Regions from separate parts of the Mus musculus genome. Here regions 2, 3 and 4 are each linked to region 1. Evidence: chromatin contacts called from public Hi-C and HiChIP or PLAC-seq data. All regions are on one chromosome and are shown on one strand. Each heading gives the region's core, a stretch centred on a gene start, on an enhancer-like site or on the middle of the called end of the contact. The rest is flanking DNA. Distances are from core to core; before and after follow the strand shown.

Region 1 (3,556 bases), core at 195-2,694:
TGGGGGTCGGGCTGCAGGAACGATTCATCAGCCACTTGGCACTGCCACATTGACCAACACGGAGCCGAGGACAGGCAAAAGAGCTGGGTGATGGGATGTACCAGCCAGATTGATTGCAAGAATTAATGGAAAATATTTGTTAATTGGATAGCAATTAACTTAATGCACATAATTCGGTGTGCAAACCACAGTCATACAGAATACAGAGCAAAGAAAACTGCCAGGCAGAGCAATACCAGGTGCCTGCTGTCAGCTCCACTCCCCTTCTGCCAGGAGCTTAAATGTGTCCTTTGGCATTCCTGAGAAAAGATGACTTTTTTTGAAAGTAATTTTTGGCTGGGAAGATTTGGCCACATCATTACCAATGAGTCTATTTTGTCATGCAGGATATGGCCTGTTGACATCCTTCCATCCTCTACTGAATGTCCCAAGAATGGACGCAGTTGCTGCCACGGCCCCATGAGGTTTTAGTATGTGCAGAACCTGGGCAGCAGCCCTGGGAGCCCTTCTGGCAATCTTATACCTGGAGGAATACTCCATACTGGCTCCTGCCCACACTCCTAGACATCCCTGCAGCTTCCAGCATTTTCTACAGATTTGGCCTTGCCTCTCTGCACAATGAGCCATTCAGAACACTCGCACAGTGCTTCCTACGCGATGGTATTGCTGCATGAAGTGGGGTCTACTCCCCGGGACATCCATAAGAGGTGAAATCCCAATAAGGACCCCAGGGATGTGTGTGTCCATTGCATCATGAGAAATCATGTACTGCTCTTACCGCAGCAAATAAACATTACATGCTTGCTGTTACCTCCCAATCTGTGGCCTGCAGGTGCATAGAATGTGACCCAGAACATCTCTACATGACAACATCATGCTCAATGTCAAAAGGTAACTAGGGCGATGCTAGGTCTCCTTCAAATCCAAATAGGCACACACTGTGGCTATCTACATATCCATATGTAAGTCCCCTGCCCTTCCAGGGCCACCATTCTTGCCATTTACAGCAAAGGGATGCTCAGAGAAGTTAACTTGGTGGAGATTTGGACTCAACTTACATATGAAATTCGCCACTTAGGAATTGTAAGCACAGCAGAGGGAGTGCTAGGGTATGCTCATCCCACCCGAGGTCCAGAGACATGAGACCTGGTTGAAGTCCTGTTGACACCAATGAGGGCAAGCAAAACATATCACCTGTCTCTGGAGCCTGGGTTTCCCTGTGCAAGACAGAGACAGCAGATGCTCTGTGTCTAGGTTGCAGCGAGGACTGAGGTCATACACGCTGGAGCTGGAGCGCAGTGTCAGCTGAGAAGTGCAACACACAAACTAGTTAATGGCTTTATTCTCCTGCCCCCCCCACCCCCCCCCACTATGGTGGAAGAGGAAGAAGCTCAGAGAATGAGGAAGTTGCAGTAGGTGGAACTTCAGAGTTGCCATGGGAACCAAAGCTCCGAGGCTGATCAAGGCAGGAAATACCATCTGGCTTTAAAACACCAAAAAAGCCTCCACTCACCCCGGACTTCTTTCTGTAAACAGTGAAATTAACAGCATCCCCGGCTGCCATGTCAGCCCAGAGCGAGCATGGGATGGCTTGTCATTCTCTTGCTGTCCATGGTCAGATCTGATCTAGACAGAGCCCCTCAGGAGATTCGGATTCACTGGCTGTCATATGCAGAGACTTAAGTCACCCGGTAACCCTGAGCTGAAATGGGAGGAAACCCTCCCTCTCAACCTCAACCCTTCCGCAGCCTCTGCAAACCTGAGGGAAGGATATAAGTGGTACCCAGAGACTGCAGCAGGGAAACAAGGGTCGCAGCCAGTCCCAACTCTGGAACATCAGGTCAATGACAAAGCAAAGTCAGATTTTCAGTAAGTTCACTGTGACTTTCCCTCCTGCCTTTGCTATTGCCCTTGCTTCCTGGGAAACGCTAGGCTTGGGACTTCTCTGGCTCCCCATAGACTCCAAGCACAACGTTTCTTGAGTCTTGCATCTCCCAGGAATCTGGCAAGGGGAGAGCTAGCACATCTGTTGGTGTTTCTGTAAAGTGCACATATGAAAATGAACGGGGATGCGGTTTTCAAACAACAGGGCTGTGCCCTTAATGCTTTTCAGGATCCAGGGGGAACACCCTCTTTTTGACAGCCCCTCAGGGTGAGCACTCACAGGGATGGTGACTTTTACCACAGGGATTGCCAGGAACCACGTAGGCAGAGAGCACTACTGGGAGTCTGGACTCAGGGTGCTGTGCTGTGCAGCCTCACTTGCCCTCTCTGAGCCCACCTTCTACATCATAAGAGAGTTCTGTGGGAGTGTCTCAGGCACCTTCTCCAGTCTTGAGGTGCTGTGACCTGAGAACCTGTTGCTGCTGAAATCACCCGATGCTTTCTTCATCCAGTAACACCAACCAGAGTTTAAAGTCCTCTGTGACTGGGCTCTAGAAATTTCCTGGGAGTGAGACTTGGGGAGGAAAATGGTCTCCATGTCCTTCAAGCTAAGGGGCCACCTCAGACCATCATGTCCACACAACTCTAGAGCCTTTACCTGTCACAAGGAGTGTCGGTGGCCAAGCACTTGGCTATGTTTGCTCTAAGTCACCCTACTACATTCTCCGACACCCAGACTGTGCCTGACTGAGCACCTCATCCACGAGGCCATGGGCAGCTTCATTCCTGGGCTTACGAAGGCTCGTTCTGCAGTGACACCCTCCCTCACTTGACATGGAAAGTCTCCTGGGGCACTCACTTCCCAGGCTCTGGAAGGGCAGGCCTTTCCAGCTCCCTGCACCTGCTTGGCGCTGTTGGAACTACTTCCCAGTAGGCAGCAAGCTTCAGCAGCCAGATGTCGGATCTCTGGGGCTGCCAAGCGCTGAGCACTACCTAAGCCATGGGGGAGAGGAGACCTGGGAAGTGCCGTGTGTGACTGCTGCTCACCTGCTTCCCAAGGCAAGAGGATGGTGGGGAGGATGGAGAGCAGCCAGAGAGAACACAAGGAAGGCCATTGAAAGGCCTCAGCCCTCAAATCAAATGGCTCCACTGTTCACTCAACCAAGAGAAAGGATGGTTTGCCTACCTGATCACCTAGCAGGGTTACATTACTGTGGAACCGTTCAGTCTCAACAGCTCCCTCCATAAAGTGGGAGAATAAATCCCTCCTATTGTGATAATGGGGGGAATTAAGTAAAAAAAGGTCTCCCTGTACATACCACACAGTAGGTGCTGAGCAATATGTAAAGACCTGAATGCCTGTAATCGTAACCCTCAGGAGAGAGAGGCAGGAGGATCACAATTTGGAGGCTAGTCTGGATTATATAGCTATATTCTGTCTCGGAACAAAAGCCTCCTTAGCTTGGTGAAACATACAAACAATTCTAGCCACTGGCAGGCTGAGGCAGGTTCATAGCCAGCCTGGGCTACAATAGGAAGCCCTTTGACCAAATGAAACAATCCCTACAGGCTGGGGAGATCTTCAGTTCCTCTCCTATCCACGTGTCCTCGTGTTCTCAGGGAAGGTGCACACTCCAGGTCAGGGGACAGCGGTGCTGTGTGCAGATTCCCC
Region 2 (3,352 bases), core at 256-2,755, 220 kb after region 1:
GGGCGTGGTGGCGCACGCCTTTAATCCCAGCACTTGGGAGGCAGAGGCAGGCGGATTTCTGAGTTCGAGGCCAGCCTAGTCTACAAAGTGAGCTCCAGGACAGCCAGAGCTATAAAGAGAAACCCTGTCTCGAAAAACCAAAAAAAAAAAAAAAAAAAAAAAAAAAAAAAAAAAGAAAGGAAGGAAGGAAGGAAAAAGAAGAGCTTCTTTGGCTCGCAGTTTGGGGTTTAGTCCATCAGAGCAAGGATGTCATGGTAACAAGAGTTTAAGGCAGCTGTTCACACTGCATCTCTAGCCAGGCAGCAGAGAGAGATGAAGCTGGCACACTCCCTCCTGTCTCTTCGGTCCAAGCCCCCAGCCCGTGCCATGGTGCTGCCCACTTCTCGCCTCAGTGAACCCAATTTAGAAACCCCTTATAAACATGGGTGAGCCTACATCCTGTCAAACATATGATCCACGGGAGTCATGCCAGCATGGCTCTGCTGGAATCACAGACTCAGAGCACTGGGCCACCTGTTAGCTCTGCAAGCCCTTGCAGGCTAGCCTGAGAGATTAGCCACTCTTATAACACATTTCCAGAAGGAAAGTATGATCCAAGCCCTAAAAACTGCCTCCCTAACTACACTGAACCCAGCCTGGGAGCGAGAGGAGACATCTAGGTAATGTTATTTCTCAGAAACTTCTAGCCCCTGGGATAAATATAACCTCTGGAAGAACAGTGCCCTGACTTCTTGTCAGCTAGCCAGTGGAGGCCTGGTCTCTGGCACTCACAAGAACTTGCCCTATGATGGCCTTGGCATCCCTAGGGAGCATGGTGAATGGATGTGACCCAGTAGAAAAGGCAACGAGACCTAACCCCGGTCCTATCCCAAGCCTCTGCTCTTAGAAACACGGAGGACAGCCAAGCCCTTCATCTCCATGGCTCTTTCCCTGCATCTCATCTCTCGGGACAACAAAAGTAGAAAAGTAAGGTAGGAAAAAATAGAAATTTCTAAGTGACTCATGTAAATAGTAGACATAGGACCTGTGTCAGTCCCAAGGCCAAATCAAATAGGCTGTATGATCTTAATCCTTTTATGGAACTTACACACAGGTGCACACACACACACACACACACACACACACACACACACACAAACACACACACTACATCGAGAAAGTTAAACTATTCAGGCAATGACCCGCTCTTGAGGCCACCCCGGGCCTGCTCACCTCAGCTCTCCATCCCAGCCTGCAATAGTTACCGTCTCATTGCTGGGAACAAATTCCAGACTTAAGGAAAGGGATATCTATTTTGTCTGATGATTTAAGGAGATACGCTCCATCACGAGGAAGGGTTTGCAGCCGGAGTGGCTTACAGCTGTGGTGTTGGGAACCCATTGTTCCACTTGTCCACATCTTGGCTGCCAACCCGGAAACACAGAGAGACTTGGGTTTGAAGTGGGCAGAGCCATAAGCCACAAAGCCCACCTCCTAAACCATTCACTTCCTCCAGAAAGGCCCCACCTCCCACTGTCTCCACAGCCTCCCTGAACAGAACCACCAACTGGGAACCAAGTATTAAAGCGTGTGAGTGAACAGGCGCCACTGTCAATCCAAACTGTAACAGCTCCTCACTTTTAGAGGATCCCAGACAGCTTGAAATATGCCCTAGGACATGAAGAGAAATATCACCTGACTGAACCATGAGGTTGACTAAATGACATTCTAGATGCGTGCTGTCGTGGCCTCGATGCAGGTCCCCAAAGGTCATGAGTTAAAGGTTTGCTCCTAAGGAGGGCGCTGTTGGAAGGTCACAGAGCCGTTGGGAGTTGGAGCCTAGTGAGACATCATTGTTACTGGAGACAAGCCCTGGGAGAGAACTGTGAACACAGCTTCCTTCCTCTTTCTCCTTCCCTGGACTATGCGGCTAGTGGTGTTGTTGACCACGCACCCCCACCTGTGAGCCGCCTCACCCCAGGACAAAATAATGAGGCCTGCCAATCACCAACCAAAACTTCTTTTTCTCAAGGTTTTTCTTAAGCTGATATACTATGTTATAGTTGCAGAGAGCTGACCAGCACAGACACCCCACCCTCCAGTGACTTTGTGTGTATCTGAGAGCAGATGTAGGGAGGGAAATCCAAGAAGACAGAGGTCAAAAGGTCTCCTCATTCCTCTTATGCTTGCTAGTTCCAGGACAGTCAGGAATACACAGAGAAACCCTGCCTCAAGAAGCAAAGTGAGGGGAAAGCAGTTAATACAGAGATACACATCTAGGTAGCTTTACATTAAAAATACCCAAGAGCTAAATTAACCACCAGAAACAGACAGTCTTAGTTTCTCTTCTAGTCACTGTGACAGAGCATCCCGACAAGAGCAACTCGGAGGAGAAAGTTGATTTTGGCTCAGCTCCAGGTCACAGTCCATCATGGTGGGAGTCACGGTGAGGCGCTGAAGCTGCTGCCTCTCCACATCCGCAGCCAGGAGAAGAGAGCAATGAATACATGCTCAGCCCCACCGCCCCAAGCCCAGGATCCCAGCCCAGGGAGTGCTCCCACCCACAACTAAGCTGGGTGCTCCTCCCACACCCTCACAAGCCCGCCCTGAGGCCCATTTGCCAGGTGGTTCACAGTCCTGTCAATCGACAATTAACACGAACCATCATGCAAACCCAAATCACAACTCGTGTTTAAAGTTTTTAAATCTGTCTATGGCAGTTCAGGCCTACAGCCCCAGCCTCTGGGGAAGCTGAGGTAGGATGCTTGCACACTCAATGCCTGGGAGTGTGGAGGGATGAGGAGGTGAGGGGTATCCCTGTGGTAGAATTGCTGTGGAATCAGTACTCAGTGCAAGCACACACAGACACACACACACACACAAGTGCACATACATACATCCACAGATAACCAAGCAATAAAAAACCTGGGGAAAAAAGCAATATTATTTTAAAAATTGGAAGATGAGGCATCACTGCAGCAATGTTGTGGAAAGAAGAAATTTACCTCAGAAGTAAAAACTGCTTTTGGTCAATATTTGAAAGAAGTTCATTCTACCAGATAGGAAAAAAAATGCAAATATAAGAGAGGATAATACTTTTTTCTTGAAAAACTGACAATTAAACACAGGTTATTAAGACACCTATTATTAAATATGCTTGTAAACATATCCCTTCATACACAGGGGCATGGCACCTTTCAGTATCAGGGAAAATCATTTAACCCCGTGCTATGACAAGCTCTACATTCAGCCCCATGGTTTATCCATAAGCATGCCCCTGTGTGTCCATGCATTTATCCCTGTGATGTGTGCATAGGCATTTAGCAGACAGCAAGGCTGAGTTCTATGTGTCATGTGATTCTGGGGACCACTT
Region 3 (3,673 bases), core at 497-2,996, 240 kb after region 1:
ATCTGAAGGGAGCCCTGGAGCTGGAATGGGGGAAGCCTGGGCCTCTAAGCTTTCTGTTAGTCTGTCAGCCCTGGGAATGGTATCCTTGGACAAGGCCATTGCTCAGAGTAGAAGATAACTCCCAGCAAGGGACTTAGCTGAGATTCTCAGTCTCCTGTACTTAACATCAAGAGCCAGGGATGGTCGCTCGGTTGGACATAGCCCAGAACTCCTATAGATGACCACATGCCTTCGCTTAAAGGCTGTTTGCTTTAAGACAGGGGTTTGTTTTGTGACCCAGGCTGGCCTCAGAATAATTGTTACACTGCCTACACATCACAGGGGCAGGGATGCACGGTCACACTCGGGTTCAGTTGTAGTCTCTGTACCCTTGCCATCCGTAATAATTCACATCCTTGCATTTGGTTGCACACAAACACTCACACACCTATGACTATATCTATAGTCGTAAATGAAGGGACTTAGCACTGTATTCTAGTGGCTTCAAAATATCTTTCAAAGGGGATTTCCACAGAAGCCTAAAGTCACTGGTCCATTTAACATTTAAATTAACACTGCTCTTTGCATCCTCAAATTTGCTCCTTGGAGTACTCTTTTAATCATCCCTTTAGATTTAAAAATTAGCACGCACATGTGTTTAGCACCAAAGGAGAAGCCATGGCTTAATGAAGGGCCAGAGCCCCTGGTCAGCTTAGCAACTCAAACCCCAAGAGGCCATTAGCTATGCCACATTCCCTGCCTCTGTCCTAGATGTAGAAGATGGGACCATTTAACTGGGATCCAGACCACATTCAGTATTGTAATGATCGTGTGTTTATTTTAATGTGTGATATAAAATCAGATCCTGCCTGTAAGGCAGCAAGACAAGGTCTCTTTTTCCACGTTCTTAGAGGCACTCGGGGAAGCCAGGCACAGATGGTACGTGGATGTGTGAAATCACGGAGGAGCTCGTGTGTGGTGGAGGAATGGGAAACCGTGACCTCTTTCGAGCTTTCTCTTTGCTTCATCCTGAAAGCCACCATGGTCATCCCATAAAAGGTTAAGACATGAATCAGAGTCGAGTGAGAAAGGGGTGAGGGAAATCTGTCAGCAGCAGAGCAGCGATGCCGGGCCAGCTTGCAGCTATAGGAGGCTTTCGCCTGCATTGCTCTTGTTGGACCGTTAATGGTCTTTTTGTTTAATGCCCTTTCTCCTCATCCTCGTGTTTCCAGTTACTAAAACCTGGTGCTGAGATCAGAAGGCAGGGGTCCTTGGATTCATCTCTCTTTTGCAATCATGTTGACATCATGCCATTGGGCTTTTACAGCAGAAACCTCTACTGCTGACCCCTCCAGGGAGGGCCTTTTTGAGGGTCTGGCTTACACCTGCATCTCTGCTGATCACAAAGGAACAAGAGCATCAAAGGCAGCCAGTCACCATCCCTGCCTGTCTCTCGGTATCTCCTCCCCATGGAGGAGACATATGGGGAAAATGGACAGTGAGTGGGTGGGTGAGTATGTGGCCAGATGGATACATCGAGGGATGAATGGATGGACAGATGGAAGGATATATGAATCTGTGGGTAGATGGGTGGTTGGATGGATAGATAGGTGAGTGTGTGTGTGGATAGACAGACACATGTGTAGGTGAGTAGATGAAAGATTGGTGGGTGGATGGAGATCAATAAGTAGATGAGTGGATAGAGATAGGATGAACGGGTGGGTGATTTGGCGGGTGAGTAAATGGGTGGCAGGAAATGTGATGTCGTGAACAGCGACCACAGAGGTCACCTCGGGTGTCTGCTTCATTTTAATCTCAGAAGTGATTGGCCCCAATGTGTTGGCTCCTTTTTTGTACAAGTCCTGACCCCTTGACAATTTTCACTGCCTCTCCTGATGTGAGGGCCATCTTCTCATCTGACTCCAGAAGACACGTTTCATCTCGGGCCTTTGTTCCTCACCGGCACTTCACCCTGGCAGGGATTGGGCCTCATTAAAATCCCTCCTCTGCCCAGTTCCTCTTTGAGGAAGTGCCTTGTTAGGGCATTTCTGCTGTGAAATGGATCACACCAGCCCACGTGGGTGCCCAGCCTGAATGCTAAAGACCGTTATTAGCAGATGTAGCCTCGAGATGTTTCAGAGTTGTCGGTTCTGATGCTCACAGGATTATATTTTCAAACATCATCACGCATCCTGTGTGACAGACTTGATTACGGTGATGAACTAGTTTTCTTCCTCTGAGAGATGTTCTAGTTGCAAAAATGATCCTGAAAGCGTTTCAGAAAAGTACTGAGCAAAACTGAAGTGACATTATTTCGTTTGGGTGGTTCCATTAGCTTACCAGGAGAGGCAGCTTGCTAGGGGGGAAAAAAACATGACTACTCTTGGGTGGCTAAAGTCCAGTGTTTATATTCTCTTCTGCAAAGTGAGACCAGTGACCAAGCACCCTTGTGTGGGACCCTCGGAAGACAAGCTGAGAAAGGCACATAGCAAACTGTGGGGATACCACTTTATTATTGACTGATTGGTGGTGGTGATGGTGGTGGTGGTGGTGTGGTGGTGGTGGTGGTGGTGGTGGTGGTGGTGGTGGTGATGATGTGATGATGACAATGGTGGTGGTGGTGAGAATGGTTGGTTGACTGATTGGTTGATTTAGGTTTACCCAACAGGAGGAATCAGAACTTCACAGTAAAAATGCCTTCCAGTGAGGGCCTCCACAGTCCAGGTCTGCATTCACCAAGGGTTCCGAAGGGAACAGACACTCTCACATGCATGTCGCTGCTTGGTCAAGCCCAGGCTCTATTCAGAAGCACTGACATATAGCACAGCCCAAAGTGTACACTGTGTGCTGGATCACACTCAGTACACACATATGAAAATGTCTAAGCCGGCGTGTGCACCTGTAATCCCCACTACTCAAGAAGCCAAGGCAAGAAAAATCATGAGTTTGAGCCCAACCGACATTGTATCATCACACAAGGTAAAGGTGGGACGGGTGATACAGCTCAGCAAGTAGAGGGCTTTGCTACCAAGTCTGATACCCTGAGTGTACTCTCTACAATCCACATGGCAGAGGGAGAGAACCAACTCCCACGGGTTGTCCACTGACCCACACACATGTACTGTGGCACATGTCTGTCACACGCAGAAATGAAATACATAACTGTAAAATTTTAAATAAAAGTGTACCACATCATATTTTATATGGTCGCCATCGAAATGCCATCGTTTTTAGATGTACCGAGTTTGAGAAAATGTGCTAACAACATAGGCCTGAGAAATGGGTCAACAGCTAAGAACACTCGTTGCTTTTTCGGAAGACCTAGGTTTAGTTCCCACCCTACCCCACCCCTGCCATCAGCTGACCCACAGGTGCTTATGACTCCAACTCCGAAGGATCTAAAGCCTTCTTCCAGCCTCCACGGACACCTTCATACATGTAGTTCACATACACACACATATAAACAGATTCTTTGGATATACTATCAGTACCAATTTTTCTTTTCATCTTTCTGCGGAGAAGACAGTACAGTGCTGGCGATGAAGGCCCGGTGCATATCAGGCAAGCATTGTCTCGGGGCCACATCTTCCCTTTGATCACCTTTCAAATGTGGCTGTTGATCAAGTAGCACATTTGCAATCTCTCTCCCCCTCCCTCCTTGCCACCACATGCTCCTTTTGGTCCTCTGGCAACA
Region 4 (3,453 bases), core at 441-2,940, 130 kb after region 1:
GACAGACAGACAGACAAAACATAGGACGATGTATTTGATAGAGACCAACCTTTGATGTGGTAACACAACATCATCTAAAAGTTCACACTCAAGAACAAACCCCTCCTCCAATCACAAAGTGGTCTTATAATGCTTTAAGTAAGCCTATGGTTAGATGGTAGGCTTCATTCATGGCTATCTGAGGACTGCGTGGGGTCTCAGAATCACCAGACGACACATCTGTTTGGACAGTGAGTGGGACTAGGTACCGCTGATGGGAGCCCTGTTGTCAGGCAAGTTGGAAACCTGTTTCTAACAAAGAAAGCAGCAATTCCGTTAACCCAGAGGCAGGAAGGTGATGCTTTTTATGTTGGGGATTTAAAGGAGGCTGGGGAGGCGTGATTTGAGCAGCGAGCAGCAGAGAGAGAGGAGAGAACTCGGGCATCCTGAAAAGTGGGTCTCTCACCATGAAGAGCGTAAGAGCATTATCCCAGCTGTGTGAACAATATAGAGAAGTGGTTCCGGGTCTCTTTCTGCTAGTACCAGAGTGTTTTCTAACTGCCCTGCTGGAGGGTCATCCGCCTGACTGGAGGGATGGAGGCTCTAGAGTCAGCTGGGGCCCAGAGTTTTACAGGTCTCGACAACTGGTACTGGTACCCCACACTTGTTTTCAATGATTTTCTTGTCTACAAATTCTAGCCTTTTAAAAATAATTATAAAATTATTTTATGTATGTGTATATATTTTATGTATATTATTTTACGTGCAAAAAGATTTGTTTGCATATCATGTACATGGCTGGTGCCTGTGGAGGCCAGAGGACAGTGTTGGATCCCCTGAAACTGGAGTTACAGACAGCTGTAACTCCCCATGTGCTATGTGCCTGCTAGGAATTGAGCCCCGGTCCTCTGAAAGAACAACCAATGCTCTTTTTTTTTTTAAAGATTCATTTATTATTATACATAAGTACAGTGTAGCTGACTTCTGACGCACCAGAAGAAGGCGTCAGATCTCATTACGTGTGGTTGTGAGCCACCCCGTGGTTGCTGGGATTTGAACTCAGGACCTTCGGAAGAGCAGTCAACTCTCTTACCCACTGAGCCATCTTGCCAGCCCCAGCCAGTGCTCTTAAGCCACGTGTCATGACAGTGATCAGGAGAGGTTTGGAGTGTTTTCCCTCCTTTTGGGGTTTTCACTCTGATAGGTCTCTCCCCTTTCAGAGCAGGCACAGCAGAGGGAGAAGCGGAGATCAGAGATTTTCAGGGGACACTGAGGCAGCTGCAGTGGTGGATTTGCTGAGCTCCAGGCTGGGGAGGCAGGTCCTCGGGTCCTCTGATCAGGGAGCTGACCACTGGCTGGGAGGCAGAGGGAGAAGGGAAGAGTGAGCCGCTAGGATCCCTGCCACTCCAGCACATCTTTCTTCTTGCCGCTTCCTCACTGGGGTGTCTGGTGTGTTTCCTTGGTCAGGGTTTCTTTCTAGTCCTGGACAGAGCTGTGCCCTCAAGACCAGCTCTGGGCTAAGCATCAAGTGTGAAGTGTCTGCCACTGACTTCTTTTGAGACGTGTGGTATCTTTTCTCTTCCTCCACCCCAACCCCCACGACTGTGACAAATGTACATCACATCCAGTTACCGTCTTGAACATCCTTCGCGTGCCTTGTGACATTCACATTCACACTGTCACACCACCCCTCCCTCAGTTTCCAGACCTCTGCCATAATCCCACATCAAAGCCCTCACTCTCCTGAGCAGCCATCCACACTTCCCTCTCACTACGCCCCTCACAACCGCCATCGCAGTTCCTGCCTCTGTGAATTTGTCCTCCCGAGTGCTTCACATGAATGGAATCCTACAGTAACGGGCCTGTCAGAAACGAAGATATTTCAAAGAGACACGCTTGTCCCTCAATCTCACTGTTAGACTACTGAAACAATGGACCCCAGAGTAATTTGGTATCCACCCTGCCCCCTAGGAATCTCCTGCTGGGTGGAAGAAAAAGACTGAGCTTGGTTGCACCTATAGGAGGAGCTTGTCTCCAGAAAAGAGATCTCACAGCTCTAGCCACTTGTTAGACCACCTTGCAAAGTGAAATGGAAGCCCAGACAAGGATGGGTCAATGGTAGATAGGATCACACCGTGATCAGACTGCTCAGATGTGCACAGCTCCAGGCCCCTATTAACCCTTTAACCTCACTTCAGGGCTCCGACAACGATGACCTAGAGGCGGTCACTGACCCTTTCTTCCTCTCCCCAGTGTAGCCGTATCATCTGACTCTATCACGCATCCGAATTTCTTCTCTCTTTAGGGCTGTATACTATTCCAATGCATGTACCTCCAACCCTTTGCCTGTGCCTTCATTTGTTGACAGACTTCTGGATGTTTCTACCTCTGGGCTGTTGTGACTGGTACTGCTCTTAACATGGAGTACAGATATCTTTGAGTCCGTGCTCTCGGTTCTTCAGGGTTTCCATTTATACAGAGTTCTTGTACCATATGGCAATTCTTTGTTGACTTTTCAGGGTAGACGCACTGTTTTCGTCAATGTAATTGTTTTATGTCACCACCGAGAGGGTACAAAGCTTGCAGCTTCTTTACACCCTGCCAACACTTGTTCTTGTCTGTTTTCACAACAGCCAGAATGTGGCCTCATCTTTTAAAATGTAAATGACCGTAGACTGGAGGCTGGGGGACCGATGTGGCTTTCCTCTGTGTGTATGCTACAGAGACAGCTGAGGGGCTGCACTTTAAGGGCACTTAAGGCCTGGGATGTAAGACCAAAAACTTCCCTAAGCTTAGGGTCTGGGCATGGGGCTGTGTGGAGAGGCCCTAGCCGGGGCAAACTGAAGTTTGTCTAAGGGTTTGCCGTGATGGCAGGTTGATTGTATGCTCCTATTATGGGGCTCTTGCCCCAGGATAACCCATGTCTAACTTAGGCCTTGCTCCCTTTCTGTGTTTTCTCTCCAGTGTGACAATGCAAAGGGACTGAAAGCCTTCTATGATGCAATAAAGTATGGGCCGAACCATTTGATGGTGTTTGGAGGCGTCTGTCCGTCTGTCACCTCTATCATCGCGGAATCCCTCCAAGGCTGGAACCTGGTGCAGGTAAGGGTGGAGTCCCTACCCCACGGACATGGAATTGTCTTTGTGAGCTGTGAGCTGTGAGCACTCAGCAGGAATGGGCCTTGAGTGAGGCGGTGCCCAAGCTGCGCTAACCGCCACTACCCTCGATGCTGACCTGACCAAGAGTCCTTTAACTGTTCGTGCTGTCTCATGTGTTGGAGCCTCGGTGTTCACTGCTGACTCCCTAGCCAGACTTGCAGGCCCATAACGTCCTATCAACTGTACAGATGACCCTCTGCCCCTTTGTTCTCTCACCAACCCACAGTGCAGCCCCCAGAGAGCACCACCTTCAGATATCACAGCCTCACAGGAACTCAGGGCTGCCTCAGAGCCTGCCCACTGCCCCCCTATCCT

The links. A called contact is a pair of places that touch in the nucleus more often than the background predicts. HiChIP or PLAC-seq counts read pairs in DNA pulled down with a chosen protein or histone mark.
Region 2: a contact with region 1 is called in a Hi-C map of bone marrow-derived macrophages, with 37 read pairs. The contact joins two enhancer-like sites. A contact is called at or near these places in 1 of 39 promoter capture datasets (neural stem cells), 4 of 15 datasets of contacts at CTCF or cohesin (embryonic stem cells, pro-B cells and stem cell-derived epiblast-like cells), 25 of 484 Hi-C or Micro-C datasets (the Ba/F3 cell line, the G1E-ER4 cell line, the HL-1 cell line and 6 more), 6 of 115 datasets of contacts at active chromatin or transcription factors (bone marrow-derived macrophages, double positive thymocytes, embryonic basal ganglia and 2 more) and 1 of 9 other capture datasets (adipose tissue).
Region 3: an H3K4me3 HiChIP or PLAC-seq map of bone marrow-derived macrophages shows a contact between it and region 1, with 6 times the contacts expected there. The contact joins two enhancer-like sites. A contact is called at or near these places in 1 of 39 promoter capture datasets (neural stem cells), 4 of 15 datasets of contacts at CTCF or cohesin (embryonic stem cells, pro-B cells and stem cell-derived epiblast-like cells), 46 of 484 Hi-C or Micro-C datasets (the BV-2 cell line, the Ba/F3 cell line, the G1E-ER4 cell line and 13 more), 7 of 115 datasets of contacts at active chromatin or transcription factors (bone marrow-derived macrophages, double positive thymocytes, embryonic basal ganglia and 3 more) and 1 of 9 other capture datasets (embryonic stem cells).
Region 4: an H3K27ac HiChIP or PLAC-seq map of T-cell acute lymphoblastic leukemia shows a contact between it and region 1, with 5 times the contacts expected there. The contact joins two enhancer-like sites. A contact is called at or near these places in 4 of 484 Hi-C or Micro-C datasets (the G1E-ER4 cell line, cerebral cortex and nephron progenitors), 2 of 115 datasets of contacts at active chromatin or transcription factors (T-cell acute lymphoblastic leukemia and bone marrow-derived macrophages) and 3 of 9 other capture datasets (adipose tissue, embryonic stem cells and pancreatic islet).

What each region holds. Positions count from the first base shown.
Region 1 is chr4:47,009,014-47,012,569 of GRCm38.p6, reverse strand. No RefSeq gene overlaps it. Among named protein-coding and RNA genes, the nearest start is that of Gabbr2, 19 kb to the right of the region's middle. Within about 2 kb of position 1,444, at least 147 of the 459 cell types and tissues checked have an H3K27ac peak or open chromatin away from gene starts, as enhancers often do. A contact at or near this core is called in the Ba/F3 cell line, T-cell acute lymphoblastic leukemia and bone marrow-derived macrophages, where this site is marked.
Region 2 is chr4:46,789,899-46,793,250 of GRCm38.p6, reverse strand. The region is part of intron 6 of Gabbr2 (gamma-aminobutyric acid (GABA) B receptor, 2); the gene reads left to right. Among named protein-coding and RNA genes, the nearest start is that of Gm32208, 58 kb to the left of the region's middle. Within about 2 kb of position 1,505, at least 47 of the 459 cell types and tissues checked have an H3K27ac peak or open chromatin away from gene starts, as enhancers often do. A contact at or near this core is called in the Ba/F3 cell line and bone marrow-derived macrophages, where this site is marked.
Region 3 is chr4:46,768,599-46,772,271 of GRCm38.p6, reverse strand. All of the region lies in intron 7 of Gabbr2 (gamma-aminobutyric acid (GABA) B receptor, 2), which reads left to right. Among named protein-coding and RNA genes, the nearest start is that of Gm32208, 79 kb to the left of the region's middle. Within about 2 kb of position 1,746, at least 17 of the 459 cell types and tissues checked have an H3K27ac peak or open chromatin away from gene starts, as enhancers often do. A contact at or near this core is called in bone marrow-derived macrophages, where this site is marked.
Region 4 is chr4:46,875,293-46,878,745 of GRCm38.p6, reverse strand. It overlaps Gabbr2 (gamma-aminobutyric acid (GABA) B receptor, 2), which reads left to right. Exons shown (of 19, transcript NM_001081141.2): 2 at 2,944-3,081. It overlaps Gm32208 (a long non-coding RNA gene), which reads right to left. Exons shown (of 4, transcript XR_390546.4): 4 at 909-1,334. Among named protein-coding and RNA genes, the nearest start is that of Gm32135, 5.3 kb to the left of the region's middle. Within about 2 kb of position 1,690, at least 7 of the 459 cell types and tissues checked have an H3K27ac peak or open chromatin away from gene starts, as enhancers often do. A contact at or near this core is called in T-cell acute lymphoblastic leukemia, where this site is marked.